Regions from separate parts of the Mus musculus genome. Here regions 1, 2, 4, 5 and 6 are each linked to region 3. A link is a contact called in public HiCAR-type and promoter capture Hi-C data. All regions are on one chromosome and are shown on one strand. Each heading gives the region's core, a stretch centred on a gene start, on an enhancer-like site or on the middle of the called end of the contact. The rest is flanking DNA. Distances are from core to core; before and after follow the strand shown. Region 1 holds the start of Gstt2 (glutathione S-transferase, theta 2). Region 2 holds the start of Pfkl (phosphofructokinase, liver, B-type). Region 3 holds the start of Pcbp3 (poly(rC) binding protein 3). Region 4 holds the start of Cfap410 (cilia and flagella associated protein 410). Region 5 holds the start of Ggt5 (gamma-glutamyltransferase 5). Region 6 holds the start of Ggt1 (gamma-glutamyltransferase 1).

Region 1 (4,619 bases), core at 1,549-4,048, 1.1 Mb before region 3:
AAGAGCCACGGGCTGTAGAGACAAAGATGGGAAAGTCGAAGAGATACCGAGGGTCCCATTGCAGGCAACACAAGCATCATAGACACAGCCCCATGGGAGGTCTGGGGCACTGTGATCAGATCCAGGACCTGACAGCAGCCAGAAGCTGCCCCCCACCCCACTCCCCACTTCCCACCTAGACAGGAAACAAATCACACAAAGTTCCCCTCTATGGTTCTGGCTTTTCCCAGACCACAGTGCTTTGGACTTGGGGAAGTAGCAAAAAGAAGAGTCCGCCCTTAGCTACTACTACCCCATCTGCTGGTCTCCTACCTGCATCAACTCCTCCAGAGACATGAGATCCGCTAGCGTCACCTGCTGGCCAACAAGGAAGGCCCTGTCCCTGAGGAACTTGTCCTCCAGCTGTTGCAGAACCAGGACCATTCTATCTCTGTTCCGTTCCACCTTCTCCTGGGGAACCTGGACCCCAATGAGTGGCCCCAACACCTGGCAGAACGACAGAAGAGCTCAATCTATAAATAAGCCTGACTCTTACTGGGTGCCCAAGGTTCAGCCCCTCCCCAGAGGACCCTGGATACCTTGGTCCATAGGAGCACTCCGAAAGTACCACGGATGTTGTCGGCATGCCAGCCCAGGTATTCGTGGACTTGGGCACGGGCCTGTAGGTCGGCCGGGTACCAGTGGTCTGCCACCTGGTACTTGGAACTCAGGTAAATCAAGATGGCTGTGCTGGGAATCATAGAAGAGGGGCTATATGGACCATGGGAAGAGGGGATTTAAGGACCTTGGCTGTTTCCCATCCCTTGGCGGGGCCTTCAGAATTCTCACATTTGAAGTACTTCCCTCTGGTCTCACCACCTATCTCTCCATGACTCTTGCCTGTCCCCAGAGCCTTTCTTCTCTGCAATGTTGTGCATGGTGAAACCCAGAGACACACACAGACACACACAGACAGACACCAGCAAGAGCTCTGCCCCTCTCCAGGTCGCCTCTTTTTTTGATGTCGTGGACACTGACCCCTGGCCAGACCTTTTTCTCTCCGCCTTTCTTTTTTGGTGGTGGTTGTTGTTGTTTTGTGGGTTTTTTTTTGTTGTTGTTTTGTTTTGTTTTTTAGCTCTCTGACACTAGACTCTAATGGGAGAACCAAACAGTCTGTGAGCCCTGACCCTTTCATTGGTCTCCGGGGCCAAGCTTTGGCGGATTAAACAGGACATCTAGGAAGTTAGGAGAAGCCCTTCCTAGTCCTTTGTTGAATCTACATTTTTTTTTCCCTAACCCTTGACAATCGTCCCCTTGTCGCCTTCCAATACCCCTCAATCAGGATAGGGAGGCCTGGAGGGGGAGGGGGGGAGTCCAGCAGATGAAACAGGACAGAAGCAAGGGACATGCTGGATCAGCCCTCTAGTCTTCCAGGACCCCTTCCCACAGAGTCTGCTCTAGCCAGGCCCCCTCACAGCCTAGGGTCGGAGTCGGCCAGGGCCCCGCCCCGCACCCCACTCCAACGGAAGTGGGGCGGCCAAAGGGAGCCGGAGGAGGTAGTGAGGGCTCTGGGTATATTTACAGCTGCACCTTTCGGTCAACACGAAGCTTCCGTCTTTGAGTACAGGAACTTTGTTTAAGCAGTTCACCTGGGAGAATTGCTCGCTCATGTGCTGCCCTGGGAAGGAAGAAGCCAGAAAATGCGTGCAAGGACTCAAGCAGTATTCCTATTTTCCCCTTTCTCTTTGCAACCAGAGCAAGGTCGAAACGGCCAAAATCCGGATGGGCCGGGAACCAGAGGCACAGAGGTGGCTCAGCTATGTGTCTCTTCCCTGCAAAGTCTCCGGAATTTTGTGAATCTAAACACTGCGTGCCTTCAAAGCAGAAACTGTAGGAATCTTTCATTTTTCTCCCCACGTCCCAGGACAAAAAGTCTCTCTTGTCAGAGCGGAAGTTACGTTTAAAGAGGGCTCTGAACTGACTAAGACCACTCCAAAGAGAGCAGAGCATTCCTTGGTGGACGGCGCTGGGGGTGGGGGGGGTCAGATGATGGGGAGATTGTACCCAGGCAGAATGTGAAGGACTGACATGGTCTAGGGGTAAATGTGCCAACCTTTGAGTATATCCACGGTACGCGTCTGGAAGGGGATGCCATTCTTCTTGGCGAAGATGTAGACAGCGCGGCTGGGTTGTGACAGCAGGTCCAGGTAGAGCTCCAAGCCCATTGCCGGTAGCGACACAAGATGGTGTGCCGACTGCGTTCGATAACAGCAAGCTGGGGTCCAGCACAGCCTCAGTTGGCCAAGCCAAACGATTTCCTCCTCTGGATAGCTGACACCTGCTGATCTTGGGGAGGGAGACGCTTTGGAGGACTTTATACCAAAAGCAGGGCTGAGGTGCGCGCGCACTCAGACTGACTTATGCGATTTGCTCCAGCGGACCGTGGAGCCAGGAATCCAGCCCAGGACCTTAGTCTCACCCGGACGCGGAAATGGCCTAGCTGGGCTTTCGTGGACCCAACTCAGAGTTCTGTGGACGTAGTCGTTTGCGGGGAACTAGACCGCTCAGCTCCTAGCTCTCAGTTACTGCAGGAGGGGATCTTAGAGGCTGATCGCTGATCCTTCTTTAACGGGTGAAGCTTGTTGCAGGCTGCTAGAAACTTTGCCTTAAGGAAGAACTGTGGTTGGTCCAGCTGCCCCGTGCAAAACAGGTCGTCTAAGAACACTGGACCTCCCCAGATCTGTGAGGCTGGGCAGCAAAGCTTGAAGGAGTCACAGGACCACCTCTCTCGCCCGCCTCCAACACTCTCCACGGTAGCATCTTCCGATGGGGAAAAGAGGTGCCCATTATCACTGGCTTTATCTGAATCTTTTAGAGTAGCTATAGCCCGTGGGCCATATCGGGCACCAGAATGTTTCCCTGGGCGTTTTTCTTTTTTTCTTTTTTCTTTCTTTCTTTCTTTCTTTTTTTTTTTTTTTTTTTTTTTTTTTTGACATTGAGGGGTAGGGGTCTTGCTATAGCACAGGCTGGCCTCAAACCCTTCTGCTCCATTGATTCTCCTGTCTTAGTTTCCTGAATGTCTGGGACTCCCAGGTGAGACCTATCCTGCCTGGCTTTCCAGGGAATTTATGTTTGTTTGATTCATTTGGTTGGCTATTTTTTGTTTTGTTTTGTTTTGTTTTGTTTGAAACAGGGACTCATATAGTCCAGGTTGGCCTCAAATTCGACTTCATTTTCCAAGTGCTTAGGACTACAGGCATTTGCCATAGAACCAGTCTTACCCTGTGAGTTGATAGCTAGGAGCTGTGGTAGCCAGTAGGCTCAAACCGAGCTCTCTCAAGTGGCCCCTCCCCTCGCCCCTCCCACCGCCAGAACCGTCTGAAGCCAAATTGCCCTTTTACCTAAATAAGCTGGTGTTGTTTTTTGAGGAAAAGGATTCTGAAAAACACAAAGCTGTCCCCAGAGGAGCTTCTTCTGCAGCCCTGCACCGCACGTGGCTCTGCTCGTGCAAATTCGGTAGGGAGAGCATGTGATCCAAGATGACTGTACCCACCCAAGCCCTCTGATGTGATTGGCCCCTAGAAGTCTCCTGGCCTTGTTTATTTCACGTGCTTCCCCTAGGTCAGACATCCTCTCTCACGGGATCAGATATGGCTCTTGAATGGATGGACCCCTGAATCCCGCCCCGAAACACCCCCCCCCCCCCCCCCCCGGCTTTCACCCTGCAGACTCAGGTACCTGCTTCGCTACTCTCCGGAGAGTCCCCTCCCACACTGGCAAGGAACTGGTTTGGCTGCCTCACTCCCCTCTTCCATCTCATCCTCTCTTCCGGCTTCTTAACCCCTCCCCCCCCCCAAAAAAAGGGCTTCCTTGAATCTTGACAAAAATACCCCTTTTTTTTTTTTTTTTTTTTTGCTACCCTCCCTTTTTGACTGGTAATAGTTTTCATCTTGATTGTCAGATACCTAAAGCCAGAGTGAGTGGTAGTTTGAATGAGAAATGCCCGCCCCCGCCCCACCTCCCCACAGCCCATAGTTTCCTGCGTTTGAACCTAGTGTATGAACAGACCCCAGCTGGTGGTCTGTTTTGTGTGGGTTATGTAGCTTTTAGGTTGTGGCACCTTGCTTGCTACAGGAAGTATGTTGCTCATGGCAGTGGGGTTTGGCAGTTTATACCCTGGGCCACCTAGGGGGAGCCTATCTGACAAACAGGACAAAGAAAATCAGTAGCTAGAACCTGGTTTCATGACACAGCATTTGTTTAGCATCAGTGAACCTAGCCCTGGATTCAACCCTCCACACCACAAAACAAACAAAAAAACTGAAGAGAAGCCAAGGTTCACAAATCACACCGAACGGTGGTTACTGAAGTGGTGGGAATAAAAGTTGGAATGGCTGACTGCCAGAGAATAGTTAGTCTTCAAACGTGTTGACCTCATTCTGTGGAAACAGCTAATTTGTTTGAGGAAATTTTGTTGTTATTCATTGAGACAGGGTCTGTCTATATAGGCTGGCTGTCAGGGAACTAACTATGTAGAACAGGCTAACTCTGAACTCACAGAGATCCTCTTGCTTCAATCCTGGAATTAAAGGTGTGTACCACCATCCTGGCCTCTGGCTAGGTTTTCTTAGCTCTTCTCA
Region 2 (4,228 bases), core at 1,698-4,197, 1.0 Mb after region 3:
TTCTGCTCTGCACTGAGGCCAGGGAACAAGGGATGGCCAGAAGGGGCAGCATGGCCTTCAGTGCTAATGTCACGTTTCTGCTGTGCATGCTAGACTGTGGCAGAGGTCTGGACTCCCACCCTCTATGTGTGCCGCTGTCCCCACAATTCATTTTATAGCCCAGAACTCATAACAATCCTCCTGCCGCAGCCTCACAATTACTGGGATTACAGGCCTGAGCCACTGCACCCAGCTAAAGGCCTTTTCAACTGCACTTCAATTTGCTTTTCCTTCTCAGAAAGGAAAAGGGCAAAGACCAGGCCCAATCAAAGAGCCATTAGCAGGCAGCAGGCATTGTCTGTTGGTCTGTCAACGGATAGCCATAGCTGCCCTCTGAAGAGCCAAAGGCTGGATATGCATTTGTTGCAAAAATTACCTCAGAGAGAGACCTTTGGGAAAACAAAGTGTTATACAGACACCAAGAGATGATCCCGGGCCTACCAAAGTGTTACTTATCAGCTAAAAAGTCTGTGTCCAATCCCAGAACCGCCCCCCCCCCCCCCTCAGCGCAGGCAGCTCGCTACACAAACAGGAAATCAGGGTCTCCCCTGACCTCAGGGAAGACAGAACCACAGAGCAATTTAGGTACTGGGAAGAGACGGGAAGGAACAGCCAGAGTGGACCAGGCTTCGATGTGACTGAGATTAGCCAGGCTGGTTTGTTGCAGTTGTTTGGTTAATTGGTTTTTTTGTTTTGCTTTTTTTTTTTTTTCTACCTGTGGTTCTTTTTAAACAAAGTCCTCCAGTCAAACAGACTTTGGTGAACAGCAGCCCTCCTCAGTTCCCTAACATGACTCTTGGCCAACAGGAAGGGAGAGACTTGGGTCTGAAAAGGATGGGTCTTCCTGCCTGGCTCAAAGGAAAAAAGAAACCTTTTCATAGGCCAGAGGCAGCGCACAGGTTAGGCCAAGGAGCTGGTTACCTCCAGCCAGGCCAGGACTGGGATCTAGGCCCGTGTTGCCTTCTCAAATGAGGACTGGTGTTCACATGTTCACTGCATGCAGATGGGGCTCCGTGAGCACACAGAAGGCATGAGGAGCCCAGCAGCTGACTGGGCACAGAAGAAAGCAGGGCCTGGGGAACACACCCACAGGCGCTTCCAGAATTCAGGCAACAGAAGGCTCCACTCTGTCCCATACCAGCTGCTGCCCCTTGCCCACTGATACTGACCCTACCCAAAGAGGACTCTGGGAAAACCTGTAGAGATCTTGCCCTGAAGCCAGAATGGAAATGTAAGCAGGTTTTGCCTACCCTCTCCTGACCAGGAAGGGCCTCCTGTCTCTGGTTCCTCCACCAGCCTCCAAAACAAATGTCTGTCACCCTGGTGGCCCTGGCCTGGCAGCTGCCTCTCACAGAAGGCAGCAGAAGTCCTCGCGCAGAGACCACTCAATATTACCATCCCTCAGACACTGGGGCCTCCCTTGCTCAGACAGGAGCCTGAGGTGGATAGCCTATCTATGCCTGCCAGAGGCAGGAGCCCTACAAATGGGACTCAGGACTCTGCTGGCCTCACTGAAATGCCTATCTAATGGGTGATGTGGGCCTAGTCAGGGCCTCTCTTGTGGTCCACTACCATGGGTGATTCTTCCACAGGTCCCCGGCCCAGTCTCAGTGACAGCACTGGGATGTACAAGCTGAAACAGCCCTGAAAAAGGGTATGCTGACTGCCAGCCTAGACCAGGCCCAGGGGACCCAACAGAGATTTGAGATTTCCAGCATTATGGGAGTCAGAGTGACATTTTTTCCTGCCTTCCTGGACTTGCAATCATGCTTGTAAGATGTATCTATCCTGTGTTGTTCCTACCGATCTCTTAGGTAAGGGCTGGGCAGTCAGGAACCCCGCTTAGGAGCATGTGTGTCTGTATTTCCTGAAATGTTTGGAAGGAAATGGCGAAGCTCAACTGCAGTGCTCAGGGAAGCCAAGCCCCTTGAAGCTCCACGTGTCTTCCTCAGCCCCCAACTGGGTAGTATTTCTTTTCAGCCGGACCCAACTAGAGCCACAGACTTCGCACATCAGCAGTCAGCCTGGAACCAGGCCACCAAGAGAGGGGCTGAGAAGAGGGCAGATCCTCCCAAGCCCAGACTTTTCCCTAGCCTTACCAGGCCGAGAAGAGGCTGTGCACCCTCAACTATTAGCCCTGTGGTGCTTGCCCTGTTACACCGGTAAAAAAATACCCCCGCTCCACGCCCTCTGTTCTCCACTTAAGTCTCCATCCAAGGGACAGGAAGCAGCCCAGGCAAAGGCGTGTGGGCAAGCCTGCCTCAGTCTCACCCCATCCCAGTACAGAGAAGGTAGGAATCACAGGCTGCACGGGGGAGGGTACAGGGTCCCTGATCCTTTCAAATTCCGGCCTGTGAAACTTGGCCGGCTGTGCTTCTCTTAGAGGTCCTGACACGTGTGGCCTAGAAAGGAATAGCCCGGTGCCCTAAGTCTGCGTGCTGCGCGGACACACCCCCAAACCGGGCGGACCTAGGCAGCGCGAGGGCGGGGCGTGCCAAGGCCCGTGGCCTGCAGCACGTACGCCAGCTACCCGGGGCGGAGCTTGGGGACAGGGACCTGAAGCCACGGTGCTCCACAGGAGATTGGCTGGCCAAGTACACCCCAGATCCCTAGGCGAGGGGCAGTGGACAAGCCCGAAGGGTTCCGAGGACAGGCAGAAACCCCAGATCCATCCCTAAACACGCCCCCGCGTCCCATCACCTTGCGCATCACCGCCGCTGGTCAGCACTCCAATGGCCTTGCCAGCCCCCGACATCCGCAGTTTCTCCAGGTCCACGGTAGCCATGGCGGCAGCGGAGACCAGGAGCCCAAGCTCCTCTCCCGCCGCTCTGCGTTCCGCGCCGCTGTCGCCTGTCCCCGCCCCGTGCGCCTGCCTGTGTACCCGGTTTGTCCCGCCCCGCCCCGGCTCCGCCCCCAGTATAACGTTTGACTGACAGGCTCGGGGACCTGGTCGCCCCTCTAGTGGCTGCTGGAGAAGGTAGCTGCGCTAAGAAAGGCGGAGCGCACGCCAGTCTACAAATGTCTGCGCAGCGGTTCCGGAACCCTGGTTCCCCAGGCCCGCCACCGAACTCCCCAGGTACCCAGCAGCTAGGATCAACGTCCTCACCAAATGAAGTTCACAACCTGAGCCTGACTGAAGTTTCTGGGCAAGTGGAGTTCATGCTACAGCAAGCTGATTTTACATCTGTCCAGGCGCTGTTAAAGGAAACCTGTAGCCAAGTCTCACGGGCATTTTAAATCCCACTTGGCCAGCATCCGGGGATGCAGGTGTGGCTTGGGTGAGAATTCCTAAGCCGCTCCTTGAGTTGATTTAGGCTTGCAACAGTCTCCTTCGAGCCGAAGTTAAAAAAAAAAAGGAAAAGGAAAAAAGCCAAACAAACAAAAAAAGGAGAAAGAAAGAAAGAAAGAAAGAAAGAAAGAAAGAAAGAAAGAAAGAAAGAAAGAAGGAAAGAGAGAGAGAAAGAAAGAAAGAAAGAAAGAAAGAGAGAAAGAAAAAGAGAAAGAAAGAAAGGGAGAAAGGGAGAAAGAGAGCAAAAGAAAACATAGGAAAGCTGCAGTTGTATCTGAGACGATAGCCACGATTCGTCCCATCGCGACTGCTGAATGTAGTTGGGGATTTGGAAAGAGAAACACTTAGCGTAGCATTTTTACTTCAGGGTGATTTGCTAAACCTGCCGCTTCTCTCAACTCTCACAGCTCCTGGTTCAGGCGAGTGGCCTTTGCCTGAGCACAAAGTGGGGAACCAGCCCCTCAGGATTGGTTAGAGGGATTCGAAGCTGGTGGAGCAATGGTCAGATCCAGGACTCTCAAGGAAAGCTACCCACAGTCCAGAGCGCTGGATCTGGGCTGCCATGGTAGGGCTGTCCTGCAGAGATGAGGGTACCCCATCTGACCCTGACAGTTTGTTGATTTTTGCCTGGTTTTGCTAAATTCTTTAAGAGCTATTTTTATTGTCTGGCAGTGGTGACACACGCTTTTAATCCCAGCATTCAGGAAGCAGAGACAGGCAGATCTTTGAAGGTCAGTTTGGTCGATAGAGCAAATTTCAGGACAGCCAAGGCTATACAAAGAAACCAAGAACAGGGATAAAAGGAATAAAGGAAAGAAGGAAGGGGCGGTCCGTTTAACTCAAATTCTAAGAACATAACAGGGCTTTTGTTGGTGGGGAGTGGGGAGGTGTTTTGGCTGG
Region 3 (4,359 bases), core at 682-3,181:
TAGCTCTGCAGTCTGGCCTCCAAGGGTCTTTCTCCAAAGCCCTGCCACCCAGAATGCCTTTTGGTGAGGCACTAAAAACCCTTCTCGCCGGTCGTGGTAGAGGCAGAGGCAGGCGATTTCTGAGTTCGAGGCCAGCCTGATCTACAAAATGAGTTCCAGGACAGCCAGGGTTATACAGAGAAACCCTGTCTTGAAAAACCAAAAAAAAAAAAAAAAAACCCTTCTCAACCTACAGTGCCATCGGTTCGCATACAAAGCTAATGAGATTTAAAAGTCCGTAGTGCTGCAAAGAAAAGTAAAAAGGAAATAGCCAATCCTGGGGCCCACCTTCCATTAACTTAAAATTCTCCTATACTAACAACATAGTGCAGAATAAGAAGCCAGACAACTTCACACTTCTACTAAACAAAACACTTTGGGGACAATAAGAAACAGTTCTGGAACACACCTCTTTCCCAAAACAGAAAATACGGCCATCAGAGAGAGAGAGAGAGAGAGAGAGAGAGAGAGAGAGAGAGAGAGAGAGAGAGAGAGAGAGATTGAGAACCGGCGCCTGTCTAGTCTACCTGTTCAGGCTCTAATGAATGGTGCGGGGAAAACCTGAGGAGAACTGAGAGGAAAGAAGAAAACAGAAGACCACGGTGGAGGGGAGAGGAGAAAAGGCCGCACCCTGCCCTCGCCCCACATCCATCCTCTGGGCTTCCTTTTTTTTTCCTCCCCAGCTCGTCTCAATCACAAGACATCCGTCTAAGCCTTGCAAGTCCCAGTGAGATCACAGCTATTGTGTGTTGACCCGAAAGCCTGCAGCGTAATGTGCCCACTAACAACTTCTGAATTTAGGGAGGGAGTAAAGAGGCCTGGGTTTTCCTGAGTGGCTCTACCCCGACCCCCGACGTAGGCCAGGGCCAGTTACCGTCAGACTTTCACAAGGACCCTAGGCCGTGCCTGAATCCAAGAACAGGCAAGACCATGCAGAGCTGGAGAGTGAGCCCCTCACTGGAAACTTCTGTCTAGGACCCTGTTCTGGCCCCAGCTCCAAGCCCAAGGGGCTATCAAGAACTACTCTATTCCGGGAGCCCGACCCTCGGCCCCACACTTCCCCACCCACCCACCCACCTCTTTCTCCCTCTCTCTAAGTAATTCCTGCCTCAGCCTAGGACCCCGGTCACAGCCTGGGAAGCTGCTTCCCTTGACCCTTTGCTCAGCCTGATACACATGCCTCTGGGATTCCCATCTTCAGTCCTCCGACCATCGCTTTGGCCTGGGATACCCCCACCCTGCTTTAAGCCTGGGACTCTGCACTAAGCCCTGGAACCTCAGCCTTGAGCCCTCAGAGCTCGGTACTCAGTCCTAGATCCCCGCCCTCAGCCTAGGACCTTGGTCTTGGCCTGGGACCCCTACCTTCAGCCCGGGACCCCCGCCCTCAACCTGGTACCCCCTATTCTCTCCCAGGACCTCCGCCCTCAGCCTGGGACCCTCACCTCAGCCTGGAATCCTCGCCTCAGCTTGGGACCCTCGCCTCAGCCTAGGATCCCGGCCCTAGTACTGAGATCGCCAACCTCAACCCTTCCCCCAGGATCCCCAACACCCCAGCTCGAATGAAGTTTTCTGACTGCGAACTGTCCGGTCCTCTGGCCTTTGGAGGGGTCTCGGCCGGCCTGGGACGCGGCATGCGAGCTACCTCCGCGCTGGACCCCCCCACACACACTTCAACCCGCCGCCACTCACTCACCTGCCCCGCCGCGGACAGGGAGGCCGCGGACCAGGTAGAGCCTATGCTGCCGGTCGGGTGGGGCAGAGGAGGCGTACACGGCGCGACGCGAAGCCCGATGCGACCCAGCGGCGGCCGCGGCGTCTCCTAGCTCAGGCGACGGTAAGCAGCGCCTCGAGCTCTGGCCGAAGCACTGCGCGCGGCGAGGACCCGCCCCCTCCGTGCAACCAGCCACTCCTGCGCAGCCCGCCGCCTCTGGCCCCGCCCCCGCTCAAGGGCAGGGCCTGAGAAAGCGGGCGCCGGGAGCCAATGGAGCTGCGAAACGGTGACCATCACAGCCAATCAGGGCACGGAAAGCTCTCCGGCTAGAAGCCGTTTAGCGTCGAAGGGCGGTTAGGGTTGGGCGGGGCCCCACTCTGGGGCTGGGAGGAGGCGGGGCTTCTGGAAAGGTTAGTCAACTGGCGGGGGCGGGGACAGTACGGGGCGGGGCCAGGGCCGGGCCTGGGGCGGGGCCTCCAGAAGGCTAGAGGGAAGGGAGTGGATGCTTGGTTGTGAGATGGCTGCGGGGCCTGCATCCTCTGCAAGTGTTTGGCACACGCAGCTAGCGGGAGACTGCAGACACCCAGTCTCGCACGCGCTGATATTCTAGGGAGGTCAGTTGGACCCACAGCCTTCGCGACTATGTGGGCCTGATCCGTTGACCGCAGCCCTTCGCGGGTGCCCCTCTCTGCTTGGAAGCCTTTGAAAGCCAACACAGCCCAGACTGTAGAACTTGTGTTTAGGTTCTGGGCCTGCACACCTGTCCACAAGCGATTCAAAGCCGATGGAAGAACTGGCTGTGGTAGTGGCTGTGGGAAAACATGTCATGTTGTTGTTGTTGTTGTTGTTATCTTTTGTGCACCTTTCCTCAGAGGTGTCCTGCTCTATTTTGTGTCAATTAACTATCGTTTTCATCGGACTAAACTTCCTTCATCTGATTGCTCTCTATTAGCTTAGGCTTATTCCTTTCTGCACACCACGAAGGTAAAGGAACCAGGCCAACTTGTAATTCCAGTACTGATAGAAGCTGCGAGTCCTGGGAACTCTGCCTTCCATCAGTACCTAGATACCCAGGAGCCCAGGGTCATCCTTCCTGGCTTCCTGAAGCAACCTGAACCAGCCAGAGAAGGCCTCTTTGGACTTGGAAATCAAGCTTTGCCCTTCATAGGTGGAGAGAGTGATCCACATGTTTACCTCCAGACTTTCGAGAAGCATCTCTGGGAAACAGAGTTGCTTCTTTGTTGTCATATGAACAGACGGGTGAGCAGAGAAGTGGGTTGAGGGTGACATTCTAGCTGAGATGACAAAACTCATCCCGCCCTGAGCCTCAAACCCACCAATGACTCACTTCGGTGCCAATAACGATATATCATACATGCAAAGGGGTGTATACATAGCTCTGTCCCCTCATCCCTCCACCTGTTACAATCACGATCTCTATGGTAGAGTCAGGAAGACTCCGTAGGTCTGAAACCTCACCATAGTAACCAAGTAGCTCTTGGGAATGCCCAGAGTCCTGTGAGTATGATGTCCTGGAATCCACTCTGAAGGGAAAAGTCCTGGTCCCCTGTAGCAGACATATACAGTAGTCACTTGGGATCGATGAGTCAGAAAGGAGTGTGCTCTTATTTGTCTTCAAACATAACCTGTGTGATTCAATGACAACCTCTGAAAAGAAAGGGCCTGGGTCCGGGCAAGCAGGAGCTGTCAAAAGCCTTACCCAGCAGCTAAGTGCAGCTGCAGCAAATCACGAACCTTTACCTGGAGAATCTAGAGAGCATATGGACAGCCTTATCGCACATTACTACACCTTAGCCCTGTGCTATGGTAGAGAGGAGGGCGGAAATTTGGAGGAGGGCATGTCAGGTAGCATGCTAGGAGTCCCTGAGACAAGGACTTCCCCTAGGAGACGAACACAAGGGATTGACATTGAACCCAGCAGCAGTACCCAGACCTAAACCAGGACTTGAACTAAGATCCAAAGTGTCTCCAGGATCAGCTCGGGCCATCGGCCTCCTGGGCTCTGCACAGTGGCTCCGGAGGCTGGAGCTGCATTAGGCTCTGTCGAAGCACCCCCCCCCTCCAGATTACAGGTTGCCAGCCTCCTACTCTACTCTCCAGGAGCCGTGGGGTTTGGGGGGAGGGCTCAGCTGCCTACATCTCCTCCTGGAAGACACACTTAGTCATTAGGAGAGTAATGATAGTGTTTTCAAGGCAGTGTGTTGGACCCTAACAACTTTCAATTATTTCCAGTTCCTGCCAACCCTGGGAAGAGAAAAAGCGGTTCATCTCGGAGCCCCACCCTTGACACGAGAGACAATTGAGTAGGCTCTTCCTTCCATATCCCAGCAGATCTTTGAGAGCTAGGGCAGGCAGCCCCGCCCCTTGGCTGTGTGGCAGCTGCTTGACCCATTACCCTCCCTCCACACGTCCCGCATCCCCTCCGAATGCAGGCTTCCTGCCTTCCATTAGCACTACCAGTAGCTGTCAGCGTGGTCCTTCCCAGGAGAAGTGCACCCGGGGGCTTGCATTTATAAATAACTCCATGGTATCTTGTTGGGGTGTGGAGAGTGGGGAGCAAAGGAACCTTGTAATTATCATCTGCTTAC
Region 4 (4,409 bases), core at 437-2,936, 1.0 Mb after region 3:
GAAGAGGTGAGAGCTAGGGAAGTGAACCCAAGCTGAACAGGGTAGCAACTCCACACTTCCCCATCCGCCTTCAACTCTGACACTTGATACAATGTGATACAATGTAACACAATGTAATACAATTTGATACTACAACTCCACCACAGGTCTCTCCAGGACAAACGGGCAGAGTGGGCAATGCCCACCTCCTGTCAAACACTCCTCAAAGTCTTAGCTCCTTTGCCATCATCCATGTCCTTCTGGCCTCCATTGGAGCGGCCAGCAGACCTCTTTAAACGTGGCTGAACTGAGCCTATAAAATTCTTCCCACCACACTGGTGGCTAAGCTGTATCTCTCAGCTCAGGCCTTATTGTTCCTGATGGTAATGAATGGCCCGCCAGAGGCTAAATCTTCAGCGTCCGCTCTCTTTCCACTGTGGGTTCCAGGGTGCAAACTATGGTTTTTAGGTTTGTGCGTCCAGTACTGTTACCTACTGAACCATTTCACTTGTTTTTGGTAAAGGCAGACCAGGGTGGTCAGACAGACAATAGAGCCCTAGAATACTTCATCAAGGGCAGTTTATTACCTAAAGGGCCTGAAGTACCCAGTGCCTGTCCCGGTGTAATCTGTAGGATAGAAAAAGATATGAAGATTTCAACCTACAATCTTTCGTTTTGTTTTCTTCTGGAGATCTGTTTTCTCCAGAAGAAAACAAAACAAAAATTCATTTGTGATTACTTAAAATGCACACTGACAACCACAGGCACAGTACTGACTTTCAAAAACATAACGTCTATTTTCTATTTGTTTGTTTGTTTGTTTGTTTTTAAGGTTTTTGTTTTGTTCGTTTTGTTTTTCTACATATGAGTGTTATGCTTGCATGTGTGTGCAACCCAAGTGACCTGTCTGGTGCGCAAGGAGGCCAAAAGAGGGGCATTGAGTCCCCTGGAACTAGAGTTACATAAGGTTGTGATCCGGCCATATGAGTGCCCTGGAAAAGCAGCCAGCGCTCTTAACTGTTTCTTCAGTCCCTCCCCAAGCCCCCACTACTCGGCTTTGTCTTTTGAGATAATGTCTGTATGAGCCAGTCTTGCCAGAAACTGGCTCAGGCAATCCTCCTGCCTCAGCCTCTGAGTGCATCAATTACAAGTGTCAGTCATCGTCTGGTTGTGGATTAGCTGTTATGTAACACAAATCCCCGATTTGGGGTCAAGCAGAAATGGGTGAGGGCTCAGTGGTGACCAGGGCCATGGCAGGGATTAGGATCCGGAGCAAGCATGCCAGGAGGGTTTCTGCTGGCATCCACTACGAGGACTCTGTCACCCTTCCCGACTCGACCTTTTCTGTCCTCGATGTCTCCGAGACCAGCCAGGCGTCCCGAGTCCCTCACACACCGGCGCCTTTCTCACCCAAGCCAGCCCATCTCAGACTCTTGCACACTGGAATCCTAAGGGCCGCCCTTCCCGCGCACGCAAACACGGGATGCAGAGACCAGCGGTCCCCAGGCAGCAAAGCCCGGAGCCTCGTGCATGCGCAGGACCGGCGGGCCGCCAAAGGGGCGGGGCGGAATCGCGTATCACGGAAGTCGGGCCGTCCCGCTTCGCCGGCGCGCTTCCGCCCTCTCGCCTGACTGCCAATGGGACCTCAGGCTCCGCCCCTAGAAACGCGGGCCCCGCCCCTGGAGACGCGCCGCTGCGCAGGCCTCTCCCGCTAGCCGAGTGTACAGCGGAGGGCGGCCGGGCCCGCGGCCCTGTGGCCACCATGAAGCTGACACGAAAGATGGTCCTGTCCCGAGCCAAGGCTTCGGAGCTGCACAACGTGCGGAAGCTCAACTGCTGGTGAGGCCGGCCAGGAGCGGGAGGAAGCAGAGGCCGCGCTGAGCGCCTGCTACCCCAGGCTAGCTAGGTTGCAGGCTCACTCTGAGGCCAGTGCTTCAGAGGAGTGCGGCCCTCGCAGGATAACTAGAATTTCCCTCTAGTGTTGCTGAGGGCTTTTCGCTAACCCTCTGTGTCTGTGTCTGGTATCTGAAGACAGAGGTGCTTAGTGGCATGTCTACAGGGAGAGACTGAGGTTGTAAAGTCATGATCCGGTGCTGGAGAGGGTGACCTGGTATGAGTGACAGCCTAGACCTTAGATGCTATTATATGGATGCACTCTAAGTTGCATGGCTGAGTCACACTAATACTGAAAGCCCCGGGCTTCTGGAGGAGTTTGTATCTGGCGTGTGGAAGAGCTACAGGTGTCTCTGGGGACTGGGGTGGGATGCTGTGGCCAGAGCATTTAGCAGTGGCAGAGCAAGTGCAGACCCCTGCTTCTAGTAATGGTCAGTGGGCTACTGGAAAGAGTGAGCTTTGTTAATTAAAAGCCTTTCCCTGCCCTGGCACATCTGGTGTTGGGGCCACAGTCCTCCCTGTCCTGGGTTTTCAATAATGCCTTTCTTTGTCGAGCCAGCGAGCACATCAGGGCTTCCTCTGTGCAAGCAGAAACAACACACATTGCAGGCCCGTGAAGTTTGCTTCAGAAGTTGCATGACCGGCCTTTGAGCTTGGCCTCTTATGAAGATCCCTTTGTTTATGTGTGTGACTGGAAAGAGCTTTCTGCTATGGGAGCCTGAGAGGAGAAAACTGTGTACCCCCATGCACCAAGCAGGGAGTATTGGCAGAAACCAACCTCACCCTTATTTGGGCAACCAGCCTTCCTTACTGTTCCGAATGTAGAATCTTTAGATTTATAGACAATTGCCATTTCTTTGGGGATTTTTAAAATATTTTCATTCAACAAATTAAAGTCTATTTCTTTTCTTCTCCAGGGGCAGCCAGCTCACAGATGTAAGCTCTGCCTTGATTGTATCTTCTTCCGGATGCCCCTTCCCCCAGAAGAATAGCTAAAGTTACAGAACTGTGATCTTCAGCTCAGTGCCGTGTCACTTGCTAGACCTGCACAGAGGAAAACAGAGTCAAAGCTCTGCCTTGAGAGGAGTCCCTGGTGGTGATTTCCCTCAAGGACATCAACAGGGGCACTCTGCATGGCCTTCCTCAGCTTCAGGAGGCGACACCCCAACCCCACCCGAAATGACAGGCAGCTGGGACTGTGGAGCCCACAGCCCAGGTCTGATCCACAGATCTGATGGTGTGTCGTGGCCAAACTTAACTGCAGTTCTGTCTGCCTTGAGCCCAGAACCATTGGCAAGGAGAGTGTCTGTCCTTTCTTTGTGCCTCAGGGGCAGCAAGGAGAAAGGGTTGTGTATCTGTCTCAGGGTGGGAAACCACAAGATCCTTGGCCAGGCGTCCTCAGAGGGTATTGACTGTAATGATGTTCTGTGTTAGACACAGAACTGTTGTAAACTGCCAGGTAGAAACACCCAGTGTAGAACACCCCAAGAGCAGGCTGGGCCACAGAGACCAGCATGCAGCTGATTTCTTCTGAGTGCCCTGGTTGTGCAAGCCCATACCCCTTGGCCCCATTAGTACAGGTGACAGGACCCAGGACACATGTGTCCCCTGACCCGAGGTGACCACACTATTGTTAACTCACTGGCCCCGTTCTTCCCTCCCTAGATTTCCATATGCCGGGAGATGCCCAGCCTAGAGGTAATCACACTCAGGTATGTGACTGACTGTAGTCCTGGGGCATGGAAGCAATGGGGAGGCCGGGGAACTCATGTCTTTCCTCTGGAGTGTGGGAAAACAGGCAATCTGGAGACTCCCAATGCCATCTAAGACAGCAGCATCTGCTAACTGTCTAGGGAATGGGACTTCAAGAACCTGGAGCCCCTACCTGCTTTTTAAGGATCTTACATGGGCCTCCTAAAGGCTTACCTCTGCTTGTCCTCTCACATTCACCCCAGAAAGTAATCTGTGTATTTGTAGCAGGCTCCCTAATAATGAGTAGTAGTTCAGGTAGGCCAGTCCTCCCTGTGGCTACATCTGTCCCTGAAATTCCCAGTACCCTATCTCCCTGCCTTCCTGATTCCATCACTTCCATCCCGACATTCTCTCCTGCCCATCCTGGGGCCCAGGATAAGGCTGACACTTAGGGCCTGTCGTAGGGTTTCTATTCCTGCACAAACATCATGACCAAGAAGCAAGTGGGGAGGAAAGGGTTTATTCAGCTTACACTTTCACATTGCTGTTCATCACTAAAGGATGTCAGGGCTGGAACTCAAGCAGGCCAGGAAGCAGGAGCTGATGCAGAGGCCATGGGGGGGGGGGGGGACTTTGGCGGTGAGTGGATGCTGTTTTCCCTTCCTGTGTCTCCACACTTTCTTATGGGATGGAAATCATCCTAACGCCCTGTTTTGTTTTGGTTTATATATGATACGGAGCCTGTGGGCATTTTTGCTGAGTTTTAACCAGTGCCTGCTGTGGGTCAAAGCGTGTCCTCTGGGGACTCAGTATCATCGAAGAAGCAGAGTGAAGCATCTTGTCTG
Region 5 (4,169 bases), core at 806-3,305, 1.4 Mb before region 3:
TGAGGGAAGGGACCCAGTGGCTGGAGGAGGGTCCCAGGAGGCTAGAAGTCCTGGTGTTTCCAACCTGCCCATGGGAAAGCAGGGTTTTCCTGTAGGTGTGCTCCATGTCTGAGCTCTAAAGCTCTCTATCTCTGGGGCTCCTTGGGGAACACAGAAGCTGGGCTGAAGGGGGGGGTGCCAGCCATTCCTCAATCCATATTTGAAGGGGAGAAGGCAGGATTCCCTAGGCCAATATATTAAGATATGGTATATCAGTGTTTCATGCCCCACTGGACTGGCCGGAGATTTCCATGGACCCAGGGTGCTTGAAGTGTACCGCGCTCTCCCAGACCCACTGCGTATAGCCCAGAGCTTCTTTGGAGACTTGGGGACTTGAGTGACCATCCCCTTTCTAGTGCCTTTCCATGTTACTTCCTGGATAAGGGCCTTTGGAGCCACCAGACCTGGCCTTCCCAGCCAAGTCCAGTATGATAGCAAGCCTTGAGAATCCGTAGAACTGCCTCTGAACTCTGGTCTGCGCCTGACCAGGATGTCCCAGCCAGGGACCAGGAGGGGAAGATAACCTACCCTTGTGTCTGCTTGTTCCCCCCATACTGCTTTGGCCTTAGGGGACAGTGGCCCGTGAGTGGACTGGCCTACATTCAAGAATGTGCTTTGGTTCCTGGTTGAGCAATGACATGACATTGTAGTGTTGGGGACAACTGGGATGGGGAAGACTCCCACAGACACTCCCCTCTTCCTCTAGGAAGATGTGGGAACAGGCTTACAGGAAACAGCCTCCCTTGTCCAGGCTTAGCAGGGACTCTGGGTGTGACACTTAACAGGATGGGTGGCCAGTGCGGGCATTCCCTCTCTGGGCCTCTTTTTTTTTTTTTTTTTTTTTTTTTTGGCATTGCCAAGCCGGGGGGTACGAAGATGGGGGCGGGGGGCATGCTCAGTGGAAAGAGAGTGAGGAATGATGGGAAGGCCTGAAACCAAGAGCTCTTCTGCCCTGCACATGTATTAATTCTGATCACGAGAGCACATTGGTGGGTCCTCACTGCTCCAGCTGCCTCCCACTGGAACATCCTGAGATCATGGAAAGATAGGACCCAAGCCAGGCTCCCAGAGGAGGAGGCTCACCAGCACAGAAATAGCCCTGAGTTCTTCTGGACTCAGCAAGTGGGCCTCTGAGCTGCAGAAAAAGGGAGGGCACTTGAGCAGGGCAGCCTCGTCCTTTAGAGGTCTAAGGTTGAGTTTATGGGTCACTATGTCCCAGCACTGTGTGTCAGCAGCACTGGGTGTCAGGGCACTGGACATCTGGCCTGCCTGCCCACTCCCTTCCCACCCCATGCTCAGATGTTTGGATGAGGCTGTGCCAGGCTGTAATAAAACGGTCCCGACGAGGCTGGAGAGCTGGCTCAGCAGTTAAAAGCACTGACTGCTCTTCCTGAGGTCCTGACTCTAAATCCCAGCAACCACATGGTGGCTCACAACCATCTGTAATGAGATCTGATGCCCTCTTCTGGTGTGTCTGAAGACAGCTACAGTGTACTTACATATAATAAATAAATAAATAAATAAATAAATAAATAAATCTTTAAAATATTTTAAAAGATTCATTTCTATAAAAATTTTAAAAATTAAAACAGCACGGTCCTGAGTGGCTACCTTGGTCTACCTTCAGCCCCATCTCTGTACCAGCTGGGTGATTGCATTGAGAGGCTGCCTGGGTGGAACCAGTTGGGAGTGGAAGCTGGGGAATGGAGTTTCACCCTGCAGGAGACACCCTGACCCTGAGCTGTTGGGAGGCAGGAAAACAGTGAGAGAGGTTCCCTGAGTTCCATGTCCCAGTTCCCCTGGGTGCATCAAGCATCACATTTCCAATGGCACTGGGACTGAGGAGTCTTTGGGTGGTGTTGGGGCAGCAGGGCAGGCCATGGGATCAACTGGCGATGGAAGAGTTAACAGCGGCAGCTGGCTCTTCTCAAGAAAAAAAAAACTCCCTGTAGATGCCTGGCTTGCCTCCAGGGTTGAGCCTCGGGAGCTGAAAACTGCAAGTTCAGACCTGTGGCTAGTTCTGCCTCTGGAGGAGAGTGTAGCAGCAGCCTGGCCACAGCCTGCCGTCTGTCTATCCATAAACCCAGGCTGGCTGGCTTCCTGTTTCTCCTCTGTAACCTGCCTGGCCACCTATCTGTAAGGCTGTCCGTCATCCTTTCTGTCCAGTTGTCTGGCCTGTGTGGCTGTCTGTCTTGACCCATCGATCTTTCCCCTCTGTCCAATAGCCTGAGATCACCCTGTGTAGCTTCTTTTCCCTTCAGTTTGTCAGTCAGTTTGTCTGTCTCTGTCTGTCCACTGCCCTGTGTGTCCAGTTGCCTCCCTCTCTGTCCCTGGGCCACTGAGCCATGGCTTGGGGTCACAGGGCCACGGTCTGCCTGGTCCTGCTGGGTGTAGGTCTAGGTCTGGTTATCGTTGTGTTGGCTGCGGTCCTTTCTCCTCGTCAAGCCTCTTGTGGTCCCGGTGCCTTCACGCGTGCTGCGGTAGCGGCTGACTCCAAGATCTGCTCGGATATTGGACGGTGAGTAAAAAGTGGGTGTGAGCTCAGTGGCCCTTGGCAGCTAGCGGGTTGTGCCTGGAGACTGTGTAACTGTGGTGGGGGTGTGAAGAGGGACACGCGAGTGCCGGCTGTGCTTGCGGTGGGGTAAAGGCCATGTGTGGTTTGGCTTCCTACAACAGTCCCAGGGCCCTTGCACAGAATGGTGTATGTGTGTCCATAGGGAAGATGGGGACTCTGGACAGCATTGCAAAGATGGTGTGAGTCTATTATTGAAGATCGGCTATACAGTGCTGGTTGGAAAGGCAGACTGGATGAGACCTGTGACTTTGTGCCTGCTGGTTCTGACCAAGACTGGACCTTTTTCAGAAACCTGGGCAACGGGCTTCAGGGTTCCATACATTGGTCTGCCCTGCCACAGAGAGAGGGAGGTCCCAGGGCCAGTATAAGAAAGCACGTTACAGCTGTCAGGACCTCCCTCTCTGTGGCAGGGTCTGGCCTTGGTGAGTGGAGTGACTGATGTGGAGGCTGGGAAGGAGGGAGAGAGACAGACAGAGACAGACACAGACACAGAGAGAAAGAGAGGCAGAGACAGAGAGACAGAGACAGAGAGACAGAGAGAGGAAGAGTGGGGAGAGAGAGACAGACAGAGAGATAGACAGAGAGACAGACAGAGAGAGAGGCAGAGAGAGAGGCAGAGAGAGAGGCAGAGAGACAGACAGAGAGAGAGGCAGAGAGAGAGGCAGAGAGAAGCTACAGTGGTTGTTTCCTGACCTTCCAGGAAACCCAGCCCATGGGAAGCCTATGCTACCCACCATGCTGCCACAGGATTACCCTGAGGCAAGAAGTCACTCCTGGTCCCCTGCCTCCCACTGGGGCCCTGAAACCTGGACAAGCCTCTCCTTTTTTCTGGTCATCTGGGTCTCCTTCCCAGAATATCTGCCTGGTAGCCCACTGTCAGGGTTCAAGTGCTTTGTAAACCCAAGGCTGGGTCCTGCAGCAGGCAGAGTGGTGGTCCTGGCCCAAAATACCATGCTGTTATGCTTTTTTTTGACTGTTATTGAATGTACCTTCTGTCTGTCTGTCCTTCCTTCTTCCTTCCTTACATCCTTTCTTCCTTCTGTCCATCCTTCCATCTGTCCTTTGTCTGTTTGTCCTTCAAACCATCTGTCCTTCCTTCCTTCCTTCCTTCCTTCTGTCCATCCTTCTTTCTGTCTGTCTGTTCATCTGTTTTTCCTTCCATCCTTCCTTCTGTCTATCCTTCCTTCCTTCTGTCCATCCTTCCTTCCTTCTGTCTGTCCTTCCTTCTGTCTGTCTTTCCTTCCTTCTGTCCTTCCTTCTGTTTGTCCTGCCTTCCTTCCCGCCTCCCTTATTCCATCTGTCTACCCATTCTCTTCCACCTCCCTCGCTCACAGTAGCCCGCAACCCTGCTAACCTGGTCCTCTGAGTTCCCAGACTTCCTGGAGGATTCACATCTACATTTAACTTGGAACTCCATGGGAATAGCAGCCCGGATCAGTAGGGACAGTCCTTTCTACGTCACATGGCGCTCCCAAGGGACTCAAGAGTTAAGACCAACAGTTGCTCTGTCTCCATGAGATGCAGCATCTATTTAATCCTTCTAGAATACAAAATT
Region 6 (4,462 bases), core at 1,912-4,411, 1.4 Mb before region 3:
ATGTGAGAGTAGACCCATCCTAGGGCATTTAGTGAGAGATACCTGCCAGAATCCTTCCTTTGGGTCAAGCAATGCTTGACCAGAAACTGAAGGTAGAGGTGAGAGACTGGATGTCAGGCTTTGTGATGCCCTAGGACTGAGACCCTCAGACATGGCAGAAGTCAGCATCCTTCCTGATTCTTGGACCTTCTTCCCCCGCTACCCTCCACGCAGCCTCCCATCCCCTCCTCTGCAGCATCATTGTCCTAGGGCCGGCCACCTTGGCACGACAGGTTTCCTCCCTGGCAAACCTGCATGACGACCCAGTCTGCCCTCTGCCAGGGCCAAGGCTGTGGCTGAATTGACAGTGTGCGAATGCCAGAGCTTTGAGCTTCCAGTCCAAGTATCCCAGGGCCTTCTCAGACCCCCTTGTCCAGAGCTGAGAGCCAGGTAAACCCTCTTCTTCCCTGCATCCTCGGGGCTGGAGACAGACATGGATTCCTCCCAGATCCTGACCGTGTTGTTTCCGGAGGCTAAGCCAGGGCTAGGCATCATACCTTGGAGTGCGAGAAGAGGAAGGTGGGAGCCAAGGGGGAGGAGAAAGCAGGGAGGGAGGGAAGGCTGGACACTAAGCTAGAAAGAAAGGAGCTGGCCTGGACTGGAAGTGTCACAATGCCTAGAACTTAGTCCTGTGGCAGGTAGAGGACTGCCCCCACACCCAGCTCCTCCTCTGTGACTCTCCCTGGCGGAGAAATTCCTAGAGGACCTTTTTCTTTTTTTCCAGGAAAAAAGGAAGTGTGAATTCTGGACCCAGATCCCTGGGCGAGCTTTCGTTCGCCTGCTATCCTGGTGCCTAGGTGAGTTGGCTCTTGGGCACTGTTTCTGTGACTTGGACAAGAGCCCCCATAGACTGAGCTGTCTCCTCTGGAGTGAGGATATCATTCTACCTCACGGGTTTCCCAAGTCTACTGAGCTGAAGGCTGCTGGCCCTTCTCCCAGGAGCTGTCCTGGGCAGCAGGGTTCGTTGGCAATCCCACAGTGAGGCAGAGATCTGATGCTGTCTTCTCAATCTCTGGGGATGATGTTGGGCATAGAGGGTTGACCTGGGTTCCTCATGGCAGCCTTGTCACCCTTAGCTAAACCCATGGGGGTATAAAAAAATGGGAGGCAGGGAACTAGAGAGATGGCTCAGTGGTTAAGAGCACTGATTATTCTTCCTGAGGTCCCGAGTTCAATCCCCAGCAACCACATGGTGGCTCATAACCCTCTGTATTGGGATCTGATGCCCTCTTCTGCATGCATGTAAGCAGAATACTATATACATGGGAGGCAGGGAGTATGAGAGGGAGGATGTCCTCAGACTTCAGGTCTTGGTGGGGACATATAAGGCCCCACGTGGGAACTGTTTGTGGATAAGTTATGGGCAGCAGTTATAGCTCAGTTGTTCTGAGACCTTCACTACTCGTGAGGTAACCCATCAGGCGTGGAGAGGAAGCCAAGATATGAGTGCCTGGCAAGTATGGTGGAAGGCTACATACAGAAGGGTATGGAACTGAACCAGCTCCACCATTGGTCTCTTTCACACAGTCAGAAAGCCCAAACTCAAACCAACTCAAGGCTGTTAATTCGGCCAGGTCATCTGTAATCAGGTCATCTCCAGCTTCCTGGTAATCGTGACTAGGACTCAGTCTCTGTTGTTTGTTGTTCCTTGTTTGTTTGTTTGTTTGTTTGTTTGGGATAGTCTCACATAGCCTAGGCTGGTTTCAGTTACTTAGCTGGTAATGACCTTGAACTCCTGATCTTCCTCTATCTACTTCCAAAGTAGATTTGACCTGCCACGCCCAGCCACCGAATGGTTTTGAAACCTTCTCTGGGAGGAAGGAGGCAGATAGATCCTCCGTGGAGACCATTTCCCTGAGCTTACTCTGTCAGGAATGGGTCTTCTGCCTGCAGACGGAGTTTCCCCAGAAGGAAAGGCGGCAAGAGGCTTTCCGTTCCCTGTGTTGCTCTTGGCCGAGTGTGTAGCCATAGACAAAGTAGGGTCCTGTGATGGTTTCAACCTGGCGCCCCAAGTTCAATGGCTTAAAACAGCAAGTCCCGGTTATTGGGAGCCTGAAATCTAATGTAAGCAGAGCCGTGCTCCCCACCTCTCCCCCACTGCCCCCAGGACTATGGGGCCATATCCTTCCTTGCCTCCCCTCCTTCTGAGCTTCCTGGCAATCCTTGAGGCTGTTTGGCTTGTACTTGTGTCGCGCTGACCTCAGCTTCCTACTCCACATGGCTGTCTTCCCTGTGCGACTACCCAACCGGCCATCTTGTAAGACCACTAATTACTGTATTTAGGGCCTACCCTAATCCAGTATGATCTCATCCGAACTAATTACCTTGTGAAGACTCTGTTTCTAAATAAGGTCACACTCTGAGCTCTCCCTAGTGGGCATGAACTTGGTGGAAGGGGGAAAAAAAAACAAGACACCACAGAAGCCTCTGAAACCCTCGGTTTCCTTGTCTGTAAAATGGCGATGGCATTATAGGATTAGAGACTGGCATAGCATAGTGTTGCATAAGTGCGCCTTTATTCTTTAACGTGATTAATCTTCTGTGACATTTTTCTTCTCCTATCAGTGCTGATATTTGAGTCCAGGATCTTTGGCATGCTTGGCGATCGTTCTACCTTTGGGCCACACCTAGCCCCTCTTTCTTACTTTACAGTGAGCCTAACCATTCACTCCTCAGCATCGATCCATTCAGGACTGGGCACTGTGCATGCAGCCTAGACTTCCTCAGAATTGGGAGCCAAGAAAGATTTTGGGAGGTGTCATAAGTTAGCGGAGTCTGAAGGAAGACGACTTTAGCCTGTAAAATGTCCTGGCAGGAGCATTGAGGGCAGAGAAAGGGCAGGGGCAGGCACCAGCAAGGCAAGAATTTCTCTGCAGGGCAAATGGGGGCCTTTGAAGGGTTTTCCAGCGGGAGAGGAAAATGTTCCATTAAGGTAACAGCAGCCTTGCAAACCACTGGTGAGCAAGCGTCACCAGGTGATAGGAGTGGTGGGGGAGGGTACTAGGTGTGGCTTGGAGGAGGTCACAGATAACACCAATTGGAAGGGACCAGTGAAGAGGCAGGGGGTGGCTTCTGAAGGGCTGGACTCTGGCTTCTGTGGCTGGTAGAGGTTTGTGGAAGGTAGTTGCTTAGCTCAGGTTAGGACTTGTTGACCTTGGGCATCTGACACAGCGGGTGGCTCAGACTTGGACTCTATGTGCAATGTGATATAGCTCAGCATGGAAGATGTAAAGAGGAAGGGAGCTCTGGGTAAGCTGAGGACGGAGTGTAGGGAAATTGTTGGGCGGTTTAGGTACCAATTAAGTCGCAGGGAGGTTGTGGGTGGACAGGTGTGCTTGCTTGCCTTGTGGTCCAGGAGGCTGTGAGACACAAGTGAGTTAGTTGGCTTTCCTGCAGACTGTGGCATGTGATGGTAGGGGCGGGAGTGAGGAGACCAGGACATGGGTAAGACAGGGCTTCCCTCCCAGCCCCCCCTAGAGATGCCAGACAGCACAGATAATTACCAGGTGATACAATAAATGCCACCTGAGAAGGGGGGCGGGCAGGAAGGGGGGCAGAAGTGACTGCAGAGCTGGGAGTCAGAGCCAGGCTAACACTGAGGCTTTGAAGAGCTCTGGAGCCTTCTGAAGTCTGTCTGTTTCATCCAGTCCTCAAGCTCCCTTGATCCTCTCTGGAGAGGAAACCAAGGCCAGAAAGGGAAGGTTTCCCAGGTCCCCAGCTCTCAGGGAGGTCAGGCATGAAACCGGGAGCTATGGGGTGCACATTTCTGTTATTCTGCTGATGAATTCTGGAGTTGGACTTCACTCACCAGATGCTGAATGCTCCCAGGAATTAACAAGCTGACCATCCCGGAGGCCCACGCGCTTGGCTAAGTACAGGCTCCACTCACACCAAAGGCGAGTACTGGGATGGGGTGAACGGGCAGCACCAAAAAGCCAGGCTTGCGGGGGGGGGGGGCAGAAGGCAGAAAATCTGACCTTGCTGTGGTGTGGTCATTCAGAGAGTACTTCCTCAACACCGTTGGGTAACAGTGGCCCATTTACGGATTCTTCTGTCTGGTCATTGTGGTCTATGTGTGGTCAGGCACTCTATGCAGGTAGTCACAGGGCATGGGTGTCCCCTGCATCTGTGATCTGTGGCCTGGGATGATTAGAAGGGTCTGAGACCAGACCCATCCAAAATGAGCCGAAGGAGTCACAAGCTGGGGCTCGACGCTAGGGGAGAACTTGCCAGCTGCTTTTAGAGATGAAGAACTCCCCCCAAGGGTGGACTTTTCTAGGGTGTTGGAAAATCAGAGGGAAGGTTGAGAATCTGTGATCCTCACGTTCATTAAGCTGTTGTGACTTTGGATTTGAAGTCAGTTTCATCCCACCAGTTTACCAGGGGAGTCTCAGGGTTGCTGGCTTTCAGGGTGGGGAGGGAG

The links. Promoter capture Hi-C pulls out the DNA fragments that hold promoters and counts their contacts. HiCAR-type assays count read pairs that join an accessible place to other places.
Region 1: a promoter capture Hi-C map of hippocampal neurons shows a contact between it and region 3, with 2.6 times the contacts expected there. The contact joins the promoter of Gstt2 here to the promoter of Pcbp3 in region 3. A contact is called at or near these places in 2 of 39 promoter capture datasets (hippocampal neurons and liver).
Region 2: a promoter capture Hi-C map of liver shows a contact between it and region 3, with 2.5 times the contacts expected there. The contact joins the promoter of Pfkl here to the promoter of Pcbp3 in region 3. A contact is called at or near these places in 2 of 39 promoter capture datasets (liver and pre-B cells).
Region 4: a contact with region 3 is called in a HiCAR-type map of astrocytes, with 2.2 times the contacts expected there. The contact joins the promoter of Cfap410 here to the promoter of Pcbp3 in region 3. A contact is called at or near these places in 2 of 39 promoter capture datasets (embryonic stem cells and pre-B cells) and 2 of 115 datasets of contacts at active chromatin or transcription factors (astrocytes and bone marrow-derived macrophages).
Region 5: a promoter capture Hi-C map of liver shows a contact between it and region 3, with 2.8 times the contacts expected there. The contact joins the promoter of Ggt5 here to the promoter of Pcbp3 in region 3. A contact is called at or near these places in 2 of 39 promoter capture datasets (both in liver).
Region 6: a contact with region 3 is called in a promoter capture Hi-C map of liver, with 2.8 times the contacts expected there. The contact joins the promoter of Ggt1 here to the promoter of Pcbp3 in region 3. A contact is called at or near these places in 2 of 39 promoter capture datasets (both in liver).

What each region holds. Positions count from the first base shown.
Region 1 is chr10:75,832,083-75,836,701 of GRCm38.p6, forward strand. Gstt2 (glutathione S-transferase, theta 2) reads right to left here and starts at 2,799. Exons shown (of 5, transcript NM_010361.2): 1 at 2,093-2,799; 2 at 1,570-1,657; 3 at 579-729; 4 at 313-486; 5 at 1-12. The coding sequence starts at 2,204.
Region 2 is chr10:78,006,860-78,011,087 of GRCm38.p6, forward strand. It overlaps Pfkl (phosphofructokinase, liver, B-type), which reads right to left and starts at 2,948. Exons shown (of 22, transcript NM_008826.5): 1 at 2,740-2,948. The coding sequence starts at 2,824.
Region 3 is chr10:76,960,016-76,964,374 of GRCm38.p6, forward strand. Pcbp3 (poly(rC) binding protein 3) reads right to left here and starts at 1,932. Exons shown (of 16, transcript NM_021568.2): 1 at 1,733-1,932. Gm35664 (a long non-coding RNA gene) reads left to right here and starts at 2,126. Exons shown (of 2, transcript XR_380584.1): 1 at 2,126-2,160; 2 at 2,361-2,587.
Region 4 is chr10:77,976,964-77,981,372 of GRCm38.p6, forward strand. Cfap410 (cilia and flagella associated protein 410) reads left to right here and starts at 1,687. Exons shown (of 7, transcript NM_026431.2): 1 at 1,687-1,818; 2 at 2,790-2,808; 3 at 3,538-3,584. The coding sequence starts at 1,742.
Region 5 is chr10:75,587,326-75,591,494 of GRCm38.p6, forward strand. Ggt5 (gamma-glutamyltransferase 5) reads left to right here and starts at 2,056. Exons shown (of 12, transcript NM_011820.5): 1 at 2,056-2,557. The coding sequence starts at 2,385.
Region 6 is chr10:75,560,971-75,565,432 of GRCm38.p6, forward strand. Ggt1 (gamma-glutamyltransferase 1) reads left to right here and starts at 3,162. Exons shown (of 15, transcript NM_001379537.1): 1 at 3,162-3,288; 2 at 3,851-3,935.